2 separate regions of the Mus musculus genome follow, and region 1 is linked to region 2. Evidence: chromatin contacts called from public HiChIP or PLAC-seq data. All regions are on one chromosome and are shown on one strand. Each heading gives the region's core, a stretch centred on a gene start, on an enhancer-like site or on the middle of the called end of the contact. The rest is flanking DNA. Distances are from core to core; before and after follow the strand shown.

Region 1 (6,140 bases), core at 2,577-5,076, 330 kb before region 2:
CCAGGAAGCAGGAATAGAAGCAGAAGCCGTGGAGGAAGGACACTCACTGGCTTGTTCCTTCATGGCTTCTCAGCCTAAGTTTTGTACCTCCCTGAGTGGCATCTCTCCAATTCCTCTCACATCAGTCATTCAATAGAATGTCCCACAGTCCTATCCACAGGCCAGTTTGGGAGGCATAATTTCCTTATGATGTTCCCTTTTCTCATATGACTCTAACTCATTGGTTCTCGACCCTTTAATACAGTTCCTCATGTTGTGGTGACCCCCAACCATAGACTTATCTCATTGCCATTTCATAACTATAATTTTGTTACTGTTATGAATCATATGTAAATAGCTGATATGTGATTGGGGGTGGGGGGGTTGGGACCCAAATGTTGAGAATCTCTATTATAGCTTGTGTCCAGTTGATAAAAAAGCAAGCAGGACAGACACTTACTATGTATCTGGGATCTGGTAGGTCCTATATATGTCTAATCTTTATGACAACTTCATGAAGGAAGGGAAGTGTGGTGGCCTTGTTTAAGTCTCAGTGTTATACAGTTGTCACGCAGTGAATCTGGATTTGAATCTAGTCTCTCTTCATCCCTTGAGGATCAGCCAACCCTGCCACACCACAGCCTTCTCTGACCGTCTGAGTAGGACCAGTCCTTTGACCTGGACAACAGAATCGTAAACCATCAGATCTGATGGAAACTTTGCCCTTTAATGTGGTCTACAAAGAGCCTTTGGCACATAACCCCAAGGAGAACTGCAAATTTTGGTGATCTAGCCAACCAAAAAGTGAAAGATTAGTGGGAGGTGGGACTTAGACCTTAAAGTCTGGTTTTCATAGGTCTTTGTGGGTTAAATGCTGCCTTTGATTTTTATTTCCTAAATTTAATCCTTTTATCTGTCCCTTGGAGGTAAATATTCATTTAAAATGAAAATTGCACGAAAAGAAACCAGCCATTAGTTATTTATAAAGCAACTAAAAATTCTTTTAAGGCTGTATTTAAAATTTGTGTTTGCCCCAAAATGTTATGTATAAAACCCATTTTTTTCTACATTGAGTAGGGTGATTACCCAGCATAAAACACTGGGTTCCATCTCCAGAACTGCATGAACTAGGCATGGAGTGCTCATCTGTAACCGCAGTATTCAGGAGGCAGAGGAAGCAGGATCAAAAGTTTAAGATCATCCATCTCTTTGAATGCCCCCCCCCCCAACACTGTCTTATAAGTAACCTCCACTCAGGCTCCCGTGGATCACCCACATGAAACTTACTGGATCACCACGTTAGACTGGGGTCAAATGGTTTCTTTGGTCTATTATTGGTGCTCTATCTGGGGTGAATAGATGTTTGTTTATCCCCCACCCCACCTCCAGGAAAGGTCACACAACAGTTGGGTTTGCTTGTGCTCGTATGCAATAAGCACACAGTAGAGTTAGGTGTTCACACGCCAGTTACTGTCTACAAGTCCACTGCCCTGCCCTTGGCCACTTTCTCCCATAGATTCTCTGGACATATCTGATGGCTAGTAGTTAAAATGGCCATTGTGGGTGTAGGCTTCAGGCCTGCCCTTACAAAGGACAGACACTGTCACTGCTGGCTGAGGTGAGCCAGTGCTCTGTTAGCTGTTAAACGCGGTACTAGTATACCTCTGAGTATGAATCTAGTATTTTTGTGCACGTGGATATTGGCGAATGTTTTTCTGCTTTTGAGAAACTGGCATTTCAACAGTTGAAGTAACAGTTGTTCTCAGATACAGTAGTCTCATTAAAATGTCGCTTATCTACTTGGACCTAGAACAAAACAGTTCAATAGAAATTCATTTCAGAGCAATTAAAAACCAGTAACTTGAAAGGATTAATGTATTCAGTAGACATTTATTGATCACCTGCTGTGTGCTTGGAAGAATAATAACTTTTCTCAGATGAATACCCAAATGCCAGGGCTTGCTATTGCTTCGGGGACAGGTCACTTTCAGCCTCTGCCTTGGTCCTTCTGTTACATACTCTGGGACTTCAGTCAGTTGGTGGAGTGCTTGCCTAGCAGGCATGAAGCCCTGGGTTGGATCTTCAGCACTGCATAAAAGCAGGGGTAGATGCTTATAATCCCAGTCCTCCGAATGTGGAAGAACAAAGGTCAGAAGTTCAGGAATATCCTGGGCTCCACAGCAAGTTTGAGGTTAGCCTGGGCTATAGACCCCCTCTTAAGAAACCAACAAATCAAAAGGAAATAAAAACAACACCCTCCAGGGAGCTTGGGAGCAGAGTTTAGTGTCCTAGTCCTGGTGTGATGATTCTAGAGGCACTGTTGTGGCCTCCAGACTCATTCCTATTGAGTATGGCCAAGAACAGGGAGACTCGGACTTGGGGTAGAGTTGTGTGTGACCTTAATGCCCGCACTGGAGAAGCGGATACAGTAGGATTACGTTAAGTTTGAGCCATTCTGGGTCACAGAATGAGATTAACACAAGACAACAACAAAATCAGCTGCAACAATTTTACATGGAAATACCCAGACAGGTCCAGTGGGAGAGTTAGATGCTTGACTAAAGTTTGATTAATCAAAAAGCCTTTGTCACTAGGGCCGGGGGCAGATATGTTAAAGATGGTTTTGAATAGCCCATTGCAGTCATGGAAAATGGACATACTGGAGCTGAAAATAATCAATTAGCTGTGCTTAATCTGCTTTACCAAAACCAGAAAAAAAAGCTGTGAGATAGAGAGTGTCACAGGTGGCCTGGGGTCTTATCATGTTCTGTTGTGGGGGTTGGGAAGTATGACCCCTGAAAGGAGGGTGGGTCCCAGAGTCACTTTCCTGGGTTAAACTGTTCCCCAACTACAGCCTCGTGAGTCCCTTCCTTCCTGGGTCTCCAGAGACTCAGGGGACTGCTGTGCCATCCATGTGCCTTGAGAACCCGAGACACAGGGTGAGGTTGCTAAAACGGTGACGATAGATTGATTTAGTTACCAAGTTGGTGAATCTTCCTTGTCAGCTTGGCTGGATTTAAAAATCATGATGGAAACACAATCCTTGGTGTATCTGTTTCTAGACAGGTTTAACTGAAGAGGGAAGACACACCCTAAATGTGGGCATTTGGTCCATAGACTGGGGTCCTGGACTGAACGAAGCCAGAGACAGTGAGCTGAGCACCAGCATCCATCTCTTTCTGCTTCTTGACTGTAGATGTCATGTGACCAGCTGCCTCATGCTCCTGCTGCCTGCTTTCCATGTCACAGCAAGCTGTCCCCTCTGACTGTCACCCCAAATAAGCCCTCCCTCCCTTAAGATGCTTCTGTTAAATGTCTGGCACAGCATTAAGAAAGTCAGCTAACATGGGTACTTATTACATAATTAAATTATAAAATTAAACATGCTATGGGAAAGGGGATGCTCTTCTTCCATTCTTTCATATCCCAGGCAGAGCCATTTTAATATTTCTTGTTCATTTCAACAAATTTTGAAGTCTACTCTAAGAAACATGATGGCCATATCACAAATACGGTTTTGTATTCTGTTGGCTTTAGATGATTTCATTACAAAAGATCTTTCACACATTTAAACTGTTCCTCTACCTTAAGATGAAATTAGCTCTTTCCTGTTTGCTCACAAACAGGAAATAACAAAAGTTATTACATGGTGGAACTTAAAAAACTCAACTTATATGGAAAGCCAGTAGTTGCTTTTCAGTTCAGAAGGCCACCCCCACCCTTGGTCCCTGGCCCTCACTCCTTTCTACATGCAGGGCAATGAGCTTTCTGCTGGGGCATGTTTCCTAGAAGTGAGGCTTTGTGCTGAGGGTGACAATCCCAAGATCAGTCACTGTCACTTCACAGACACCTTTAAAAATAGCTCTTTCTGTGGTGTCTGGGTGTTGGTCTTTTCCTCTGTACCACCCTCCGGATATTAATCATCTTCAAAGCTCATTCTTCTAGCCAAAGTGACACTGTCCACAGAAGGGAAAGGGGAGCAGGCTCGCTGCTGAAGTGATTAAAAGTTCTACTGTTTGAAAGTGGACATTTTAATGTCATTTCCCATCTCTGTGTCTGCTTAAAATGCTATCTTGGAAGAACTGAAAAAGAAAAATTGCAGGCACATTGTAGAGATATATTCATCTTTATGTTTTATTTGCCCTTTATCAGCTGGTTCAATAAGATAATAGGAGAATAATTAATGTCCTCATTTAGGACTGCTTTACAGGATCCATATGCACTGTGTGTTGTCTATGTCTCTGTGTGTGTCTATACATCTGTCTATCTATCTTTCTTCTTGCATGTGTGTCCATTTCTCTCTGTGTATGTGTGTGTTTATGTGTCTTTGTGTATCCCTGTGTGTATTTGAACACATACTTGCACATATGGAAGCCAGAGGTCAACTTCAAGTGTCACTCCTCAGGTACTGTCTATCTTGTTTTGAGACAGAATCTCTCATTAAATTTGGAGCTTACCAGTCATGTACTGTTGGCTTGGCAGAGAGTCTTAGGGATCCTCTGTCCCTGGGATAGCCTCCATACCTGTACAGGTCCTCATGTACTTTAGTCACTGAGTTTTCTTTCCAGCCTCTTCTCTCTCTCTCTCTCTCTCTCTCTCTCTCTCTCTCTCTCTCTCTCTCTCTCTCTCTCTCTCTCTCTCTCTGTATATACACACACACACATACATATATATGATGTATATGATGTTGTGTGATTCGCTTTATGTGACTAATTCACAACAGGCAGCAAATATGTAGCAGGGAAAAGAAAATTAACAGTTGCCTGGGACTGGAAATGTTGGTACCCATGAGAAGTGACTTCTAAGAGGTAGAGATCTTCTTTTAGGGGTGCCAACAGCATTCTGATGTTCAATGCGGTGACAGTTGTAAAATTCTGAATTCATGAAAAATCTTATTGAATTGTATACTTTAAATCCATTCTCTGTGTGATATCTGAATTAAGCAACCAGAACAAGATATATTTGGATATAAATTTATATGCCCATTGCATGCATATATCTATATCTGTGCCTATGTATCTGTCTGCCTGTCTGTCTGTCTGTCCATCCACCCACCCATCCATCTATCCCCTGCAGTTAATCTATTACCCATTGAGAACACATCCCTTAAGGAGAACACACAAAAGGGTGATGCTGTATCCATAAGAAGGAGTAAAGATTCAGGGATCTGAATATTTTTATAATGACTTTCTTTTTAGCAAGAGAAGGCTACCACTTAGTGAATTGCAGTGGGTTGACTCAGACAAACTGGTTGCTCAAATTTAGGGATTATTATTATTATTACTAATACTATTTTACAACCTGGTTCATTTCAAGCTAGTGGCTTGGAATTGACAGTGAGCTGAGTCCATCATGGAAACTGGTGCATGCTGCAAGTCAGGGCTTTTTTTTTTTTTTTTTTTTAAAGACATGGTTTAATGTAGGTCAGGCTGGCCTTGAACTTGCTATGTAGATGAAGATGACCTTGAACTTTTGATTCTATCTATCTATCTATCTATCTATCTATCTATCTATCTATCTATCATCAATCATCTATCATTGCTGGGAAGGCAGGTATGTGTTTGTACTGCTTTTGCAGTTCTGGAGATAGAACCCAGAAGTCTTGGTTACTTTTCTATTGCTATGATCAGACATTATGACTAAGGTGACTTATAAACAAAGGAGTTTAATTTGAAACTTACAGTTTCAGAGGGTCAGTGTCCATGATGGAAGAACACAGGCAGAGCAGATAGTGAGAGCTTATATCTTGGTCTGCAAATTTAAGGCATAGAGAGTGAGGGGGAGGGAGAGAAGGAGGAAGGGAGGGAGGGAGGGAGGGATGGAGAGAGACAGAGACTAGGAATAATGTTAGTCTTTTAAAACCTCAAAACCAACCCCCTAGTGACACACCTCTTCCAACAAGGTCACTGTAATTCTTCCTGAGCAGTTACACCAACTGAGGACTATGTATTTAACATATGAGCCTATGGGGGCCATTTTTCATTTGAATCACCATCTTATACTCCCTGGCCCTGATAAGCTCATGACCATATCATAACATAAAGTGCTTTGAGTTGAATTTCAAGAGCCCCCATAGTCTTTCACAGTCCCAACACAGTTTCGAAGGTCCAAAGTCTCTTCTGAGACTCAAGGTAATCTCTTAATTGTAACCTTTTATAAAA
Region 2 (6,540 bases), core at 656-3,155:
AAGTCTGGAAAATCAAACATTAATGGTTCGGGGCAGTTCATTAGCTCAACACTGACCTTAACGGCATCCGAGACATCCTCCTCCCCACTGGAGCTAATTACATTTTGTTTAAGGACAGATAATGAAAATGTTTGTTTGCACTCTCTGAACACACTCCTGTGAGCAGAACCTAGAAATAAGTTGACAGAGTGGGGACTGGCTATAAATGCAAGCCAGAGAGAGCTCTGGTGCTCTGAGTGGCAGGTCTGGGGTGTCTGTGTATATAGGAGTCCCACAAAGGGTACAGCTTTACCTTTCTAGAAATACAGCTATGGGCTGGGGAGTTGGCTCTGTGGGTTAAAGGGCTTGTTGGACAAGTGTAAGGACCTGAGTTCAGATCCACTGAATCCATATCGAGCCAAACACGGCAGCCTGCATATAGAATCCCAGTGTGCCTGTACAGAGATGGAAGGCAGGGACAAGATAATCCCTCAGAAGTTGAGGAGGCAGCTAGCCTGGCATGCAGCTGCCAACAAGAGATTCTGCTGCAGGCAAGGTAAAAATGTAAGGACTCACAGCTGAGGTTATCCACTGATTTCTGGCCCAGGCTCACCCACAGTCACATATAGAAATACACATATGAAAATGTTAACATACAAAACGAACCGCAACCACTGCCCAGGAAAACATAGCAAAGCCCACATGTGGGAACTTCTGGGGCATGCTCAGTGGGGGCACCTCATCCCTCCACGTCCCCTCACTCACCATAGGCTGTCATGACACCAGCGTAGGGGCCATCCACCACGTCCCTGTTCTCCTCTGCCAGTGCCTTAATGTACCTCTTGCTGAGGTCAAGGATCTGCTCCCGTAACATGGAGCTGCTCTCGGGCTGAGTCCGCTGCTGGATGGTGAAGTGCAGAAGCATCATGCCCCAGATGAAGCCGAAAGTCACCAGGAAAAAGCCCAGCTTCTGAGAGGACAACTTCCAGGGAGAAAAGAAAGCCATCTCTCTCTAGCAATGTACCATTCCCTTGGCTCTCAACAAGCAGAAGGGGAAGGCAAGTTCATGGTGCAGGTTGGGGCGGAGAGTGCGTGGCTCTCACTCCGGCTCCTGAGTCAGCTGGTTTCCTTGCTGGGCTTCCATTCTGCTGTGGAGGAGGAGGAGGAGGATGACAGTTAGCAACGTGGGTCGAAACAAAACACAACCATCAGGATCTGTAATTGTACTGAGGTAGCTCCCCAAGCTCGGGCGTGGCTTAATGTGCTGAGTCAACACTTTTTTTTTTTTTTTTTGGCTGAGAGTCAGGACCTGGGAGCCCAGATGAGAAGTCTGGTACAGCAACAGAAAGCCGTACAAATCCACTGAGGGAAGCACGCATCTGAGCGTGTGGACACAGGCGTTCGAGGGCTGGTCCGCTTCTAGACCTAGTTCAAAACGAGAACCTTGTTTTGCAAGGTACAGAGGAGGTAGAAGGATATGTCACCAAATGTCAGCAAAAAATACCGTCTGTGTGTGTGTGTGTGTGTGTGTGTGTGTGTGTGTGGTGGGGCGGGTGGTGGGCAGAGTCCTGTGACAACTTGGTACTTAATGCTTGTGTACCTTGAGCTTAGGAAGTCATTATTACGTGCTTGAAGCAAAGTTTGTACGTGCAGCTTCAGAGGTGTTCAAGAAAGAGGATGTGCCGTCAGAGAGTGTTAAGGATACAGGGGATGGTCCTGTGTTATTTAAGCACGGCTGGACTTCACCATCCTTGTTTCAGGCTAAATTACTCTGGCAGGTGCCATTCCCAAGCACCGAGGTAGAAACAGGCCAGAGGCACAGCTGGTATCCTTTCATTCTAGCTTTTTGTTGGAGGTGTCTGAGCTCAAAACCAGAGCGCACTTTCAGTATCTGTTCTACCACCAAGTTTCACCCCCACCACCCAGGTCCTTGCCTTAGCTATCTGGAGTAAAAGCTGCACCCCACAGGCTCGCCTGCCTGCTGCACAGGGAGCCCAAGGCACTGAGTGCCTGCTTCTCTGTGGTTTTCACTTTCACTGAGAGAGGAAAAATGAAAAGTTCCAGGGCAGAGTTTCAATATGAAGGTGCAACACCTGATAGCAGCAGACAGGCCCAGGGTTCCCTATATTGGGGCTTCTTAGCAAGGAGGGCCTGAGGAGAAGTTGCAGATGGGCTGATGAAGTATGCCCAGAGCAAATCAATGACCAGGCCTGGGGATATAGCTCAGTCAGTATAATACTTCCTAGCATGTGTAAAGGCCCGGAATGCCCATTAGTAGGTGGAGGCAGGAGGATCAGGAATTCAAGGTTCTCCTTGGTTACATGGGGAATTCAGGCAGAATAGCTTACAAGTGATCCTGTCCCTGCTCCCCGCCCCCACCCCCTCCCCCCACCGCCCCCCAAAAGGGAAATCTGCCAGATGCCTCAGTGGGTAAAGACTTTATGTTCTGTGCAAGAATAGGACCAGACATGTACAGCTGGGTAGGCAAACCACCTATACCCCAGCACTTTGGAGACCGAGAAAGGCGATCCCTAAGCACGCTGGTTAGCGAAGATTAAACAAATTGGCAGGCTCTGAGTTCAACTGAGAGACTCTGCCACAATAAATCTAGTGTAGGATGACGGCAAGCTTGGGTCTTCACATGCATACTGTGTGCTGTACACATTTAAACCCGTATGCCCTACCCACACAGGACACACACATACAAAATAAGTAGAAAGAAAGAAAAAAAGAAACAAAGAAATAAACAAAGACAGAAGGAAATTAAGTAAAACAGGCAGACAGTGACAAAAACTCGTCTGATAGCCTCTTCTGACCTCCAAGGGTACCAGGTATACACATACGATACACAGACAAACACACAGGCAAAACACCCATACCCATTAAAAACTCTGATGGCTACATGGCCATGTCTTGGAGGAACGGTGGCACTGTATTGAGGCCTTCCAAATGGTGGCCGACAGAATGGGATCCTCCATCATTCCTTTCTCCATGTGGTTTGAAAGTACACACACATTCTTAGTACTTGCTGCCTCCCCCTCCCCGCGCCCTGGGGACTAAGCGTGAACAAGATGGAGCTCCCTGCCTCATGAGGCTAATACTTTGAAAACCACTCCCCCAGTATATGAACGAACATTTCCTTCTAGATAACCTACCCTTATATTCACCTCAGATCTGAGGGGACTTTTCCAAGCCATGTTATTTGGGTGCCATACCCAAGAGGGGGCCTTCTGGTAATTTTCTTTGACTATTTTAGGACATATCTTGAACTGATGACACAGTTACCTCTAACCTTGCAGACAGGAAGTCCCACCCACTCTCCTTTCTCACTTGAGCCTACTGGAGAGGTTGATGAAGGCCTTAACAGGGTTTAAGTCACAGGAAAGGCAAGAGCAAGAACTACAGCAAAGCCTAGGGCTCTGACAGAAGGTCGAAGGCTTCTGACCTTTTGCTTTGGAAAGATCAGAACCACCAGGATGTTATGTTCTGGGGGTTAAATGAACACGTATGCCCTACATGCACATGACACACGCATACATAGTAAGTAGAAACAAAGAAAGAAAGAAACAAAAAGAGACAGAAGAAAAGACTACGACAGCCTAGTTGAAATTATTCTGGCTCAGTGAGAGGCTTCTTTTCACTGTCAACACACTGGCCCCTGGCCCTCGAGAGCATGGTCAAAGCTAGAGATATTTATTCATCCCGCAGTGAAGTCAGCACCAGCCCAGAGTCCCACGGTCAACACTTCACACCACAGAGTGCAAGATGTACAATCACCCAGGAGCTGGGCCTCCGGAGGATTATCTCACACAGTGATCAATGTGAGAAGATGCTTCTTAACTATGGGTGAAACCTCAACTGTATAAAATGGAGGAAATGAGCTGGCATCCATTGCTCTCTGCCCCTAACTGTGGGTGGGACTGTGACTGGCTGCTTTAGGTTTCTGACACCCTGACCTCCCCAACATGACAGATGGTGAGCCAGGCTTTGTCCAGGAAAAGAATCAAGACACCTAGAGAGGTACACATTTGGAGTCCACAGCCTTAAAGGAAATTCAGAGCACCTGATGGTTCTAATCATAAGCAACTATAGGATTTCCAGGAACAATGCTCTCATAGAACGCAAAAATATGCAATAACAGAAACTCTGTCAAAACACAAAGAGAATCATGTTAGAATTCACTACCATGATTCCCATTAGGAAGACAGAAGTTCTGACTTCAGGGGTCTCACCTAGGATACACTCTCATATCTCAGAGTATGAGTGGGATAAAGAGAGGCCTTAGAAGAGCACCCTCAGTCTTGGTCTCAGGGAAGGACTTGATGATCAGCAGTAACTGGCATGCAATAGAAAGAATTCAGACCAACAATGATCAGAAAATTAGAGTCCCCCCCTCCCCAAATCCTAAGGTGGGTGTGGAGCTCTATTTACAGCAGCAAATAGGCCTCTTGGGTCTACAGCAGCCTCTGTCCCCATCTTCCATGGTCCAGAAATGACCACACTGTATCATCACGAAGGGCTGACCATAGGCTTAGCAACAGAACGTTCATGCTGCCATTTGTCTCCGGTTTCCCAGATGTGGCCACTCTTAGCACCCCAGCATCAACCCCATAGCCTTGATCCTGGTGGCTCCTGGCATACCTTGCCTGGCAGAGGCTATTAGGGTGTAGGGTGAGGGCATTTCAGAAACTGCCCAGCCCTTAGCAGTGAGAACCACACTGATCAAGCAAGTCCTCCAAACAGCTGCCTAATGTCCCTGAAGGTCCCATCTCTTATATCAGCCCCTGGCCCTAGAGAGCATGGTTAAAGCTAGAGATACTCATTCACTCAGCTGTGAAGTCAACACCAGCCCAGAGTCCTACCGGTCAACACTGCACACTGCAGACATCATACAGTTTGCAAGCGACCACCTGCTCTAACCCAGGCAAGTTCATGCTTCTTTCACAACTGTGTTACTATCTCAACCTCTTCCTGTCTATCTTTAACCTTGGCTAAGAGACCTGCCTTTATCTTCATTCTCTCCAATAACATTCAGAATTTCTGAAACCATCTGTGCTTGTCTGTGTTAGCTTTGAAACCCACACCCTCATCTCCAGTGTCTTGACTTGACCTCACCTCCTGCATAAATTCTCCCAGGTCCCCAGAGTAGCAAAGGGGAATTTTTTTTTTGGGGGGGGGGAACCTTATCTATTGTTCATTAGCACAGTCTTGCTTCAACTTTGCTATAGGCTCTGTGAGGTTCCAAAGATAAGGGATTCTGATGCAGGGGAGATGGCTCAGATGGTTTTGCAAGCATTAGGATCTATACTGGATTCCCCAGAACTCACAGTAAAAAGCAGGGAGCAGCGGTACATGTGATGATTCTAGCACAGAAAAGTGGAGATAAGTGACCCTAAGGGCTCACTCCCTAGCCGGCCTAGCCAAATGGCTAAGCTCAGGGAACGTGAGGGATCCTAGCTCAAAACCATAGGAAGCCAAGGAGATAGATGGTTAAGCAGTAAAGGTGCTCGCTTTGCAATCATGTCAACCTGGACTTGATTCCCCAGAATGCATGTAAAGGTGGAAGCAAAAATTCAACTCTATGAAGTTATCTTTTGACCTCCACTTGTGTGCTGGGGTGCATGTGTGTGCACACACAGTAATAAAGAAGTTTATAACAAGATGGACAGAACCAAGAAACAACATCTAAGGCTGACCTCAAGTGCGTGTGCGCGCACACACACACACACAGAGCATATATAAACTATAGAACAGAGAATGAACAAGGAAAGGAACCATCTATGGAAGCTATAGGTCTTCAGTGTCATACAAGGACGAGCACAGGGAAAGGACAGCAGAGAGATGGTAAGAAAGCTTAAACACAGCGTCCTGGAAAGCTCTGATTTGTAACTTTTTTCTTCCTATGGATAAAATGCAGAACATTCTAAAACCACACAACACCGTAAAACTTAGGCCACTAGGGCTGAGTCAAGAGAGCCGAACTCCTGCTTTTTACACTGTGTTCCAAACAAGTTTTCAAAGGTTCTGGAGCATCCACAAATGTTTCATATTTTTTTTAATATCGATTTTCAGGGCTAGAGATGAGATGGCTCAGTGGGAAAAGGGACTTACCAAGGCTGGTAACCTGAGTTTGATCTCCATCCACAGAGTGGAATAAGAGACCCAGCTCCAACAAGTTTTCCTCTGACTGCCACATCCCCCCCACTCCCCCCCAACCATGTAACTTAAAAATAAAACACAACATTTCCAAAGATCCTGACACTTTCCTGTCTCCCCTGCTTTCTCTGACTCTCTGACTCTGCCTAGCCATTCACATTGTGGACCTCCACTTACAAAGGTGAGGGACAGCGAAGGGCGACTTTGGAGTGAATGTCTCATCTACCTGATATAGCTAGCCTCCTAGGTACACATTTTCCCAGAAGGTAGACAAGAGAAAAGGGACAAGGGCGAGCATGAAGCTGTCACCACCTTGTCATCTATAACTGCACCATGTTCCATGAGTTCCACTCACAAGAACCATAAATTATTCACACTTGACAGGACTTCCCACCCACACTAAGT

Evidence for each region. HiChIP or PLAC-seq counts read pairs in DNA pulled down with a chosen protein or histone mark.
Region 1: a contact with region 2 is called in a BATF HiChIP or PLAC-seq map of CD8 T cells, with 7 read pairs. The contact joins two enhancer-like sites. A contact is called at or near these places in 2 of 484 Hi-C or Micro-C datasets (Th1 cells and natural killer cells) and 3 of 115 datasets of contacts at active chromatin or transcription factors (CD8 T cells, effector CD8 T cells and memory CD8 T cells).

The regions. Positions count from the first base shown.
Region 1 is chr1:127,635,802-127,641,941 of GRCm38.p6, reverse strand. The region is part of intron 2 of Tmem163 (transmembrane protein 163); the gene reads left to right. Among named protein-coding and RNA genes, the nearest start is that of Tmem163, 39 kb to the left of the region's middle. Within about 2 kb of position 3,826, at least 20 of the 459 cell types and tissues checked have an H3K27ac peak or open chromatin away from gene starts, as enhancers often do. A contact at or near this core is called in CD8 T cells, Th1 cells, effector CD8 T cells and 1 more, where this site is marked.
Region 2 is chr1:127,301,221-127,307,760 of GRCm38.p6, reverse strand. It overlaps Mgat5 (mannoside acetylglucosaminyltransferase 5), which reads right to left. Exons shown (of 18, transcript NM_145128.3): 3 at 745-1,127. The coding sequence starts at 985. Among named protein-coding and RNA genes, the nearest start is that of Gm51747, 4.2 kb to the right of the region's middle. Within about 2 kb of position 1,905, at least 56 of the 459 cell types and tissues checked have an H3K27ac peak or open chromatin away from gene starts, as enhancers often do. A contact at or near this core is called in CD8 T cells, Th1 cells, effector CD8 T cells and 1 more, where this site is marked.